Regions from separate parts of the Mus musculus genome. Here regions 2 and 3 are each linked to region 1. A link is a contact called in public HiChIP or PLAC-seq and promoter capture Hi-C data. All regions are on one chromosome and are shown on one strand. The core of a region is the stretch at or near the end of the contact, and the rest is flanking DNA. Distances in the headings are between cores, read along the strand shown.

What was found. HiChIP or PLAC-seq counts read pairs in DNA pulled down with a chosen protein or histone mark. Capture Hi-C pulls out chosen DNA fragments and counts their contacts.
Region 2: a contact with region 1 is called in an H3K4me3 HiChIP or PLAC-seq map of forebrain, with 4 times the contacts expected there. The contact joins the promoter of Zfp882 here to the promoter of Fcho1 in region 1. A contact is called at or near these places in 5 of 39 promoter capture datasets (the C10 cell line, erythroid cells, frontonasal cranial neural crest and 2 more), 9 of 484 Hi-C or Micro-C datasets (cardiomyocytes, cerebral cortex, cortical neurons and 4 more), 8 of 115 datasets of contacts at active chromatin or transcription factors (the SCID.adh cell line, bone marrow-derived macrophages, embryonic stem cells and 4 more) and 3 of 9 other capture datasets (adipose tissue, liver and pancreatic islet).
Region 3: a contact with region 1 is called in a promoter capture Hi-C map of adipose tissue. The contact joins the promoter of Zfp709 here to the promoter of Fcho1 in region 1. A contact is called at or near these places in 1 of 39 promoter capture datasets (the C10 cell line), 1 of 484 Hi-C or Micro-C datasets (the G1E-ER4 cell line), 5 of 115 datasets of contacts at active chromatin or transcription factors (bone marrow-derived macrophages, embryonic stem cells, large pre-B cells and 1 more) and 4 of 9 other capture datasets (adipose tissue, embryonic stem cells, liver and 1 more).

Annotation. Positions count from the first base shown.
Region 1 is chr8:71,723,954-71,727,331 of GRCm38.p6, forward strand. Fcho1 (FCH domain only 1) reads right to left here and starts at 1,728. Exons shown (of 28, transcript NM_028715.3): 1 at 1,680-1,728.
Region 2 is chr8:71,906,981-71,910,358 of GRCm38.p6, forward strand. Zfp882 (zinc finger protein 882) reads left to right here and starts at 1,626. Exons shown (of 3, transcript NM_001166645.1): 1 at 1,626-1,758. The coding sequence starts at 1,756.
Region 3 is chr8:71,880,317-71,883,694 of GRCm38.p6, forward strand. It overlaps Zfp709 (zinc finger protein 709), which reads left to right and starts at 1,752. Exons shown (of 4, transcript NM_145624.4): 1 at 1,752-1,892. The coding sequence starts at 1,890. It overlaps Gm5373 (inversin-like), which reads right to left and starts at 203. Exons shown (of 13, transcript XM_017313040.2): 1 at 1-203.

The DNA of each region.
Region 1 (3,378 bases), core at 478-2,977:
ACACTGCTCAGAGGCACAGAGCAAGCACCCCATCTCCTGACACCGAGTCCCCAAAACCTGAGGCTTAGGTGGGTGAACAGCACCAGGGAACTGAGCCAGGCAAGACTAGACCAGAGCTGCACTCTGGGGGTTGGATACAGGCTGGCTGTGCCCACAGCCATTGATCCCTAGTGTGACCCTCACTGCCTCCCCTCCCACACCAGCCAGAAATCTACAGGGAAACTGAGGCCACTGTGCAAGCCTTCCACTGAGTCATTTCATTTGTCACACATACTTTGAGCACCACTGTGTACCCAAGTCCTTGGGGTGCTAGTGACACTGGTCACACCCTTCAAAGACATCTCACTGCCTCCTTGGCTGTGACCCCATTTAATGAATGCAATATCATAATTACTATCATAGGAGTGGGTGTTTACGGCGCGCTGTCACTCCCACAACCACCTCTGATCTTCCTACAGACTTTCAGTCCACTTCACAGAAGGCTCAGTTTAAGTCCAGTCTGGGCACACAAATTTGGGGGTGTCAGGCTTCCTGCCTGGGACTCACCCTACTATCCTGCAAGAGGCAGGGACTAAGACCTGACCTTCCACTTGGGACCCCGCCCAGGAACCAGCCTAGGAACCCTATTGTAGGTGATGGTATGTGGGTCAGGGTGTGACCTGGGCAGCCACATGGGTGGGACCACAGTGACAAAGTCTGGGTCTTGATTGGAGGCCCGTCCATCTTATGGTCAGATAGAAACTGTCCTCTGCTGGCCTTAGGTCTCGCTGCTCCGCCCCAGGCTAGACTGTATCCATCAATCAAAATCATGGTTTGTTTTGTTTATGCTTTTTTAATGAGGCAGAGTCTGTGAATGTAGCCCAGGCTGGCCTCAAGCTGCAGATCTTCCAGCCTCAGCCACCAGAGGATTGTAATGACCACACCAGGCTCAACCCCTTTTAAAGTGCCAAAACCAGAGTGCCCTAACATTTGACTAAAGATTGTGGTCCCCATCTGGAGAAAATGGGGCACAGGTGTTGGGAATTTGAGACAGATAGTCTGGCTTCCTCAACCTCTATATTCTGAGGAGGAGACTAAGGATCAGGGAGGTGCTGTCACCTGCCCAAGGTCACCATGAAGCAGGTCCTGCGACGCTGAGGGCAAGTGGAGGGGCGGCCATCCCCGACCTTCTCTGCACCCCATCCTCATTCACCTAGACTAATTCTGTCCCTTGGAGCAGATGCCGGCTGCCCCCCTAACAGGGCGCGGGAGTCCCTGGTGCAGGCTCCAGGCCTCTCCAGGCCCCGTTCCCCCGGGAGGGGATCCCGCGCTCCATACTCCAGATACCCCGCAATTCCACCACACTCGCCCTACAGAACCCCCACCAGCCTACCAACCCTAGAGCGGGTGCAAAGGAAAGGAGGAGACCCTCGTTCCCAGGCGAGGAAGAGGGGCAGCGAGGGAGGCGGCCCCCAGCTTAGGGCCAGGCTAGAGACCCGGAAGAGGGATTGGGGGTCCTGGGGGGGGTCTCAGCCTCCCAGCCCAGGATTGAGAGATGCCATAGAGTGGCGCCCCGCCTTCTGCAGACGGCACCTGCGCTCGGGCCGGGTCAGGATGGAGGCTGCGTCCCCGCCCCGCACCCCGCCCCCGCGTCCTGCACCCCGCACCCCGCACCGGAGCCCCGCGCCGGGGACACTCACCGCCTCTCGCGGCGCTACCTGCGCGCTCCAGACCCGCGCCCCGCCCTCCCCGCGCGCTGCGGAGCGCGCTGCTGGCCCCGCCATGGGTGTGGTCAGGAGGAGCTCCGCCCCGCGGTGCTTCATAAACCCTGCACTGGTTGGCTGAGCCTGGAAATTCATCCGCAGGCTATTTGCATATTTTAAAGTGACAGGAGAAGCTCCTTGATCTCTGCACCTGTCAAGTCTCTCGGGAGACTGGGAGGGAAAGAGGGGATAGCTTTTATTAAGTACCTACTGCATACATGGCTCTTTGGAGAACCCCTCCGAGGCTGTGAATTAGGTGACATTTAATATTGAGCCTCATTTTACAAACAAAGGAATCAAGGAACATGGCTAGGAGTTGCTTTGGAGGTCATATAGCAACTCTGGTCTATCCATTCATGTGACATGCCATTTATTTATTCAGGCTGTGTGCTGGTGATGAAGCCAGGCTGCCCCAGCATTAAGCAAGAGCCACATGTCCACTCCACTCCCATATGACAACTTCGAGAGACTTAACTCCCCGGCCTGGGCTCCGTTTCTTGTTCAGGGTCACATGGCAGCATGATGATCCTCAGGACTACTGAGCCATCTCTCTCCCTGCCCCAGAAGCACCTCCAAGGAAGTGGGACCACTGGCCTGGGCACAACCAGAAAGCTAAGTGCCCTTCATCTCCAGTACATGCCCCTGCAGCCTTGGACCCCAGACACCTCAGTTTGGGCATTTTCCTGTGGTGGGAATCAAATCCAGGTCCATCCCAGACTGAGGCTGCCCCACTTCTTACTTGAACCATCTACTGCAGCTCTGCCCCAAATGATGCCGGGTTCTGATGGCAACCATACATAGCTAAATACTAGCTTCAGGGCCGGTGAGATGGCTCAGTGGGCAAAGATGCTTGTAGCAAAGCCTGGATTTTTTGAGAGAGTCCTGAAAAGTATCCTCTAACCTGTGGCATGTGCACACTACCAATGAATCAATTAATCAATTTATGCATCAATTCAAACAATAAAGATTAAACATTTAGATAGGCCCCACACCCAGCTGACTGGTGACCATCTGCCACAATTGGTAAGATAGCCCGCTCTCCATTCTCCATGCTGTTCACATTTTTCACATGTCCTTTTGTTGGCCCAAGAGCCCTCGAGTCACCTTTGGGTTCTGGGATTTGAGAATGGTAAGAAAAGCATCTCTCTCTCTCTCTCTCTCTCCCTCCCTCCCTCCCTCCCTCCCTTCCTTCCTCCCTCTCTCTCCTCCCCATATGTGTGTGGATGTGTGCATGCATGCCATTGCTGTGTCCAGAGCTGGAGTAGGGTGGGTTCCAGGGGCTGAAGCAAAGCCATCAGAGTCGGATGGAACAGGTTTTGACCTGTGATCACTGTCACCTGTCATTGACTGGTTCTAGGCAGGTGCTGGTCTAGAACTCAAGACTTCCCAGGCCCTTTCAGGGGTGTGCACCCCCATAGCAGCCCTCATTCTCGACATGACTCAGTCGTATCTCCGTGATGAGGACACAGGAAATGGGAGAAAGTTTCCCCGAATGTGGACTATCAGGAGGAAAAGTGTGATTGTAATTGTGTGTGTGTGTGTACCATTTATACACATATCTCAACTGGTGACTATTTGATGACCGTGTGTCAACATGACACAAGCTAGAGTCATCTAGAGAGGAAGGAGCCTCAGT
Region 2 (3,378 bases), core at 376-2,875, 180 kb after region 1:
AGTGATATTCTGACTTCTTGCTTTCAAATTTGTATCTCTTTAACCTCCTTTTGTTGCTCTGGCTAGAACTTCTAGTACTATATTGAATAGATAAGGAGAGAGTGGACAGTCTTGTCTAGTTCCTGATTTTACTGGGATTGCTTCAAGTTTCTCTCCATTTAGTTTGATGTCGGCTATTGGTTTGCTATATACTGCTTTTACTATGTTTAGGTATGGGCCTTGAATTCCTGATCTTTCCAAGACTTTTAACATGAACAGGTGTTGTATTTTCTTGAGTGCTTTTTCAGCATCTAATGAGATCATCATGTGTTTTTTTTTTCTTTGAGTTTTGTTTATATAGTGGATTACATTGATGGATTTTCACATGTTGAACCATCCCTGCATCCCTGGGATGAAGCCTACTTGATCATGGTGAGTTATTGTTTTGATGTGTTCTTGGACTCAGTTTGCAAGAATTTTATTGAGTATTTTTACATCAATATTCATAAGGGAAATTGGTCTAAAGTTCTCTTTCTTGTTGAGTCATTGTGTGGTTTTGGTATCAACATAACTGTGGCTTCATAGAATGAAGTAGGTAGTGTTCCTTCTGTTTCTATTTTGTGGAAGAGAATTGGTATTAGCTCCTCTTTGAAGGTCTGACAGAATTCTGCACTATTTATTCATTCATTCATTCATTCATTCACTCATTTTTATTTTAAACTAGACAGTTCTGGAAATGGCTAACTCTGGAGTGCTTGTTTTCGTTCCAGTTAGGTAAGGATTCTTTATCGTGTCACTGTAATATCCAAAATAAATTCAAGACTACCTAGTACCTTCCCCCTTCAAAAGGACTTTCCAAACTGTACTACCAGGCCAAGTACAGAGCCAGATAAAGAAGCTGGCTGGCTAAACAAATATAGAAACATAGTTTTAACGGTCAAAATGACTAAGCTTACAGCTGCCAGAACAAGATTAACAATGCCCCTGCCCTGCCTTACACTAAAAACCACAAGGACAGACAAAATGAGAGTCACCCTATACAAATCAACCAATGTCCAAAAAGGTTATTGGCTACACCAATTAAAATAAGCCAAACTACCCTGGTGCCTAGATCCGGCCCTTACAAAGGTAATAAAAAGTGTGTTCCTTTGTTCTGGATCTCTCCTCTGGCCTGGTGCTGAGAGGGTGTTCCCCAACATGTTGGACAAGTAAAATCCTCATGCGTTTTGCAACGATGGCGGTCTCTGTGGTCTTTGTAAGGGTCTTTTGACAACATACAACATCACAAGGGGCTCTGTGTATGGGTCAAGAGCACCAGTGGGAAGTTCCTTAACTCCATTTTTCTTTCTGGTGCCAAAGTCGCTAAACTGTACGGTCAGCTCAGGGAGTGCTGTATTGTTCTACCCTGCAGTGTAACATTGACCCTCCCCAAAACAGTTATGAGATAAGTGATCCAATCAAGACTGGGGTCAGGCAAAGCGGAAGAGCATCACCGCCATCTTTCTTTCTGGTGCTACCATAGTTGCGACTCTGTTCTCAGTTGAGTGCCAAACTGTTCAGCTTCAGGTTTCTCATGACCGTCAAACCCAGTATCAGAGTCAGGTCGCTGGAGGCCCGGAGAACAGAGCGGAAGTTCTTCACCCGCCATCTTTCTTCCTGGCAACGCCATTGTCACTGCTCTCTCAGTCCAGTCCGCTGAGGGAGTTTGGGGTCGCTGGACCTCAGGCCGCTCCACCCTGGAGCCGCGTGAGGCTGCTTGAGGTCCGGAGCTCAGCTATGGTGAGCATCGGGGATGCGGGGAATGCAGGCGAGTCCCTCGGTACGGGAACCACGGCAAAGACTGCAGCTGCGCGCGCGACTCCTGGACTGCGCGGCCAGCTGTGTTGGCGGTACGGGAGCCGCGCGGGGGCGATGTGCCGCTGCTTTGTTTTGCCTAGTAGAACCTGATTTCCCAGTCTTTCCGGTCCATGGGAAGCGGATTCTGGAATCCTTGAATGTCTTCTCCATCCAAATGCTTTTGTTGTTGCTGCTTGATTGACAATTGAAATCCCTCGGTTCCCAGGCCCGTCCCCACATTGCCAAACTCACTGGACCGGGCGATCCACAGGTCCCCGTGAGCAACATGGGGGTGCAAGGAGTGTGGCCATCTGTGATGCAGTTGGGCGGTTTGTAGGGATTCAACTTCTTTAATGCTGAGACATGACTTTATTTGAAAGGACTGTTAGAAATAGGGAGAAGGCCCGAGATAAAAAGTGTGAAACGTGTCAAGCGGTGGCTAGAAGAGAAGGGCTTTGCTTGGAGGGATATGTCAACAGTATTAAGGTACGGGTTTGATCGTGCTTAATAGTGTTTTGTCTTTTCTGAGCAGCCAGTCATTTTCAGGCAACAAGTGAACAATTTGTGAATTGGTTTTTCTCTAGGATCAGAGTCTAGTTTCAAACATCATGTAGAAATCCAGCATTAACACCATTATTTTATTGGTGCTTTCTCTGGTATATATTTTTGGCACCTTTGTTGAGAATCAGTTGGCTGAACGTATGGGCTTATTTTTATTTTCTCTTTTCCAATGGACTGTACATCAATATTTATGACACTACTCTGTCGGGTTTTGCTTCGTTCTGTTCTGTTCTGTTCTGTTCTGTTCTGTTCTGTTTATTTTCATTACAGATCTGCACAGTGTGCTCTTTTTTTGCTGAGGATATCTTGGGCTCCCCCCGGGTCTGTTGCACTGTCATAGCAATTTTAAGAACTGTTGCTAGTTGTGTGTAAAATGTGATTATTTAATGGAAATTTCATTGAATCTGAATTACAACTTTGAATTATTTTAGCAATATTGATTCTCCTAATCCATGATCATGGTAGTCTTTTCTAGTGTCGTGTTTAATTTCTTTATTTTTTTTAATTGAAAAAAAATTCACACAATATATTCTGATTACACTTTTCCTCTCCCCAACTCCTCCCCAATCTCTCCACCTCTCTGCCCACCCAACTCCAAATCCTCTCTTTCTTTCTCTTTATTTTTTTCTTCAGTGACCTAAAGCTGCCTTTGTAGAACATTTTCTCATCATCATTTAATTTGGGCATTTTAGTTTATGTGTATAGGCATTATGACTTTCTAACAGTGTATCTCTGAGATAGTTCATTACTTGCTGAGAGAAAATATACTGGCATTGTGTGTTGATTTTGTACCCTTGCTAAATACTTTATAATATAAGCCTTTTTGGTGTAATCTTTTGGACTCTCCTTAGTTTTCTCAGATATGTGTTACTTTTGTTTGTTTGGTTGGTTGGTTGGTTGGTTGGTTGGTTTTTTCGAGACAGGGTTTCTCTCTATAGCCCTGGCTGTCCTAGAACTCACTTTGTAGACCAGGCTGGCCTCGAACTCAGAAATCTGCCTGCC
Region 3 (3,378 bases), core at 502-3,001, 160 kb after region 1:
ACAATATAAACACAATGGAAATTCTATTCAGTTGTAAAGGAAAACAAATCATAAAACTTGCAGGTAAATGAATGGAAGTGTAAAATAAACTGAGAACCCAGGAGGTAAGGGGAACTACAATCCAGAAATGGAGGGCACACCTATGATACAAATTTTGAGGCTGAAGACTCAAGCTTCTGACCCAGATCTTGACATGGAGATCTTGAGCCACAGTGGCTGTGAAAATCTTAGGCCCAGGCAAGGTAATACATACCTTTAGTCCCAGAAAACTGAGGCAAGCAGATCTCTGAGTTCAAGGCCAGCCTGGAACAAAGCAAGTTCCAAATCTAGGCATGGTAGTACACACGTTTAATCTGGGCCATACCTCCTGCTGGAGTCCTACAAAAAGAAATTGAAAGAAGGCTCTTTGCCCGCTTACACTTACTTGCCATCTGTTGCAACCTACTTCTTCAGGATCCCAGCCTATACAGAAGACCAGCTGACACAGCCAGCCTCGTGAGACTGAGCAACTAATAGAGCCTTGGACTTCCCATTCCCAGCTGCCCATTGTTGGGTTAGTTAGACTACCAACTGTAAGACATTACAATAAATTCCCTTAAAATATAGAGACAATCCATAAGTTCTGTGAGTCTAGAGAACCCTAATATAGGAAGCCACATTTCTTATATTATACTTAGGAGTATTTTGCCTGCATATATGTCTGTGTACCACATACCTGCCTTCTCTAGCAGAGGTAAGAAGGTAGATGTTAAGAGCTCCTGGAACCGGGCTTGATACATTCTGTGTGAGCTGGGAAATGAATCCAGGCTCTCTGGAAGATCAGCCAGTGCTCTTAATCGCTGAACCATCTCTCCAGGCCCATTACACCTTTCGTAATGCTACTGTTTAATTTATACTAAAAATCGTTTTAAACTTTAGTCTTGCTTCATACTGATTCAGCCTAAAAATTTTCTGCAGCAACGTGTGTGTGTGTGTGTGTGTGTGTGTGTGTGTGTGTGTGTGTGTGTCCTGGCTTTGCCTGAATGGAGGTCTCGAGCAGGTGGTAGACACTTTCTGCTTCTCCGGAAAATACATTTGTTCTCTGAGGTAAAGGGCTGTCTCTGTGAGACACTCTGTGAGACATTTCTCCAGAAATCGGCAACCAGAAAGATCTATAGAGGACAGGTAGAAACGGATTCTCTCTCAGGAAAGCCAGGAGATTTCTGCTTTAATGGAATTTATCTACCAATCTGGGCTGGTCTTCAACAAGAAAAGAAACCTAGCTAGAAAGGGTTATGGTTGGAATATGTCGTTTTGGTTCTCCTCAGTCCGGTAGGGACTCGCTTATTCTGTTCCTCACTAGCTGAACACTCATCAAAAGGCAGAAAGCGGTATGAACTGTCCAATGAAGACAGTCGGAGAGCAGAGCGGAAGTTCCTCTTCCACCATCCTTTTTCCGTGAGCCAGGATTGTCGCAGGATTGCATTGTCGTGGCAGCTGAGGTAGTAGGGGTCGCCAACCCCGGGAGCCTTGGTGAAGGCCTTGGGTGGACCGAGAGCTGTCAGAACCTGGGGACCGGCGGGCGTAGCGGAAGTCCCTCCCCTGCCCTCTCATTTTCGGGTGCTGTCACACCCGCAGAGCTGTACGAGCTCAAGAGAACCTCCCTAGCCATGTGACACTTTAGCAGGAACAGTTTTGAGAGCCGCAAGGATGCGCGGGACAGCGCGTGCGTCTGCTGACCCTTCAGAAGCTCCTGCGGACAAGGCGGAAGTGCCTCTGCCGCCCGCTCCCTTCCGGCGCGGTGCTGTCCGGTCAGCTGAGAACCCGAGGTGACTGATCGATCCTCCGTGGCCCGGAGACGGGCGAGCCCAGGAACCGCCGCGGGGCCGCTGGAGGCCCTGGGAGCAGACATGGTGAGCCCTGGGTGAGCGAGGCGGATAGGCAGGCCTGCTGGGAAGCCCTCGACCCCCTGCTCCTAGGGTGGCGGGACCCCGGCGTCTTCTTCACCTTCGCCTCTGCAGGTCTGCACCTGGGACTCCTGAGTGCGCGGTGCAGAGAGCCGAGGGGCTCCAGGCTCTGGGCCAGGGATCCACTACTACTCACGTTCCTGAGAACCTCTGATGGTCTTTAGAAACAACATCAAAAATCCATGAATTTGCTTTCCCCACCCCATCCCAGTACTTCTTAGGCCTAAACGTCCCTAAATGTTTAGATATTTACCGTTTGACAAACTCATTAAAACTACACAAGTAGTTGGGGCGAGAGAAATAACAAATGTTTTGTCCTAGAAATGATGTGGGCATTGATCTAAAGTGGAATGAAGGGCAAATTCTATTTCAAAGGAGAATTGCAATAGAGGGGAAGCCCCAAATATAAGATGTGCTAGCATCTCCGGGGTACTGGAAAAAAAGGAGAGAAACTTAAGGAAACATTGCTTGGTAAGGATTTTGTTTTTACTGATGAGGTTATTGTTTTGAAGCAAAAGTGGGCCTTTAGTTAGTTGAGTTAGTTAGAGATGGCCTGTAGTCGGTGCTATGTATCAAAGGGGAAATGGAAAGAAGGAAAATAAGGTATGTGGAGATCCCCAAGTGAAATGTCTTGTCCACTAAGAGTTCCTCTACTCAGTTTCTGTAGTAATATATTTTATGAGCTGTGCCTATGTACTAAGATGGTCTCTAAGCTTATGGACAGTTTGGCCTGTCTTTGGGTTCCTTTGTGAACTGTGAGGGAATCAGGCTTCCTGGTTTTCTAATGTATGCGCTTAAAGCTATAGACTCCTTTCATATAGGACTCTGTTTTTATGTGTTCCTGAAGGTTTTGTTGTTTTTTTCATTTTGATATTGTTCCAGGAATTTTGGTTTCTTTCTTTATTTCCTCTTTAGCCCATTCATCATTCAGTACTAAGTTGTTTAATTTCTGTGAGTTTGCATGCTTACTAGAGACTTGTTTGCAGTTATTTTTAAGTTCCATTGCACAGTGGACAGGTAAGACCCATAAGTTATTTCAGCCTTTCAGAATTTGTTAAGCTTTGTTTTATGTCCCAAGATATGATCTGTTTTTGAGAAGCCTCCATGAACTGCTCAGTAGAATGTATATTCTTTCATATTTTGGTGGAATATTGATGTTTCTCTAGTTCTTATCCAGATAACCTGTCTATTGGACACAGGTATTAAAATGACCTAATACTGGATTAGTGTTAATCTGTGTCTTTAATTCCACTAGTATGCTTTTTTAAGATACACATACACACACATATGAGTGTATAGTCTGCATATAAGTATACATACCATGCATGTCTGATGCCTGTGAAGGTCAGAAAAGAGCATTCCCTAGAACTGTAGGTGTGTCAACTTGAAACATAGTGGAGTTATCACAGAGAAAGGAGCCTCCCTTGAGGAA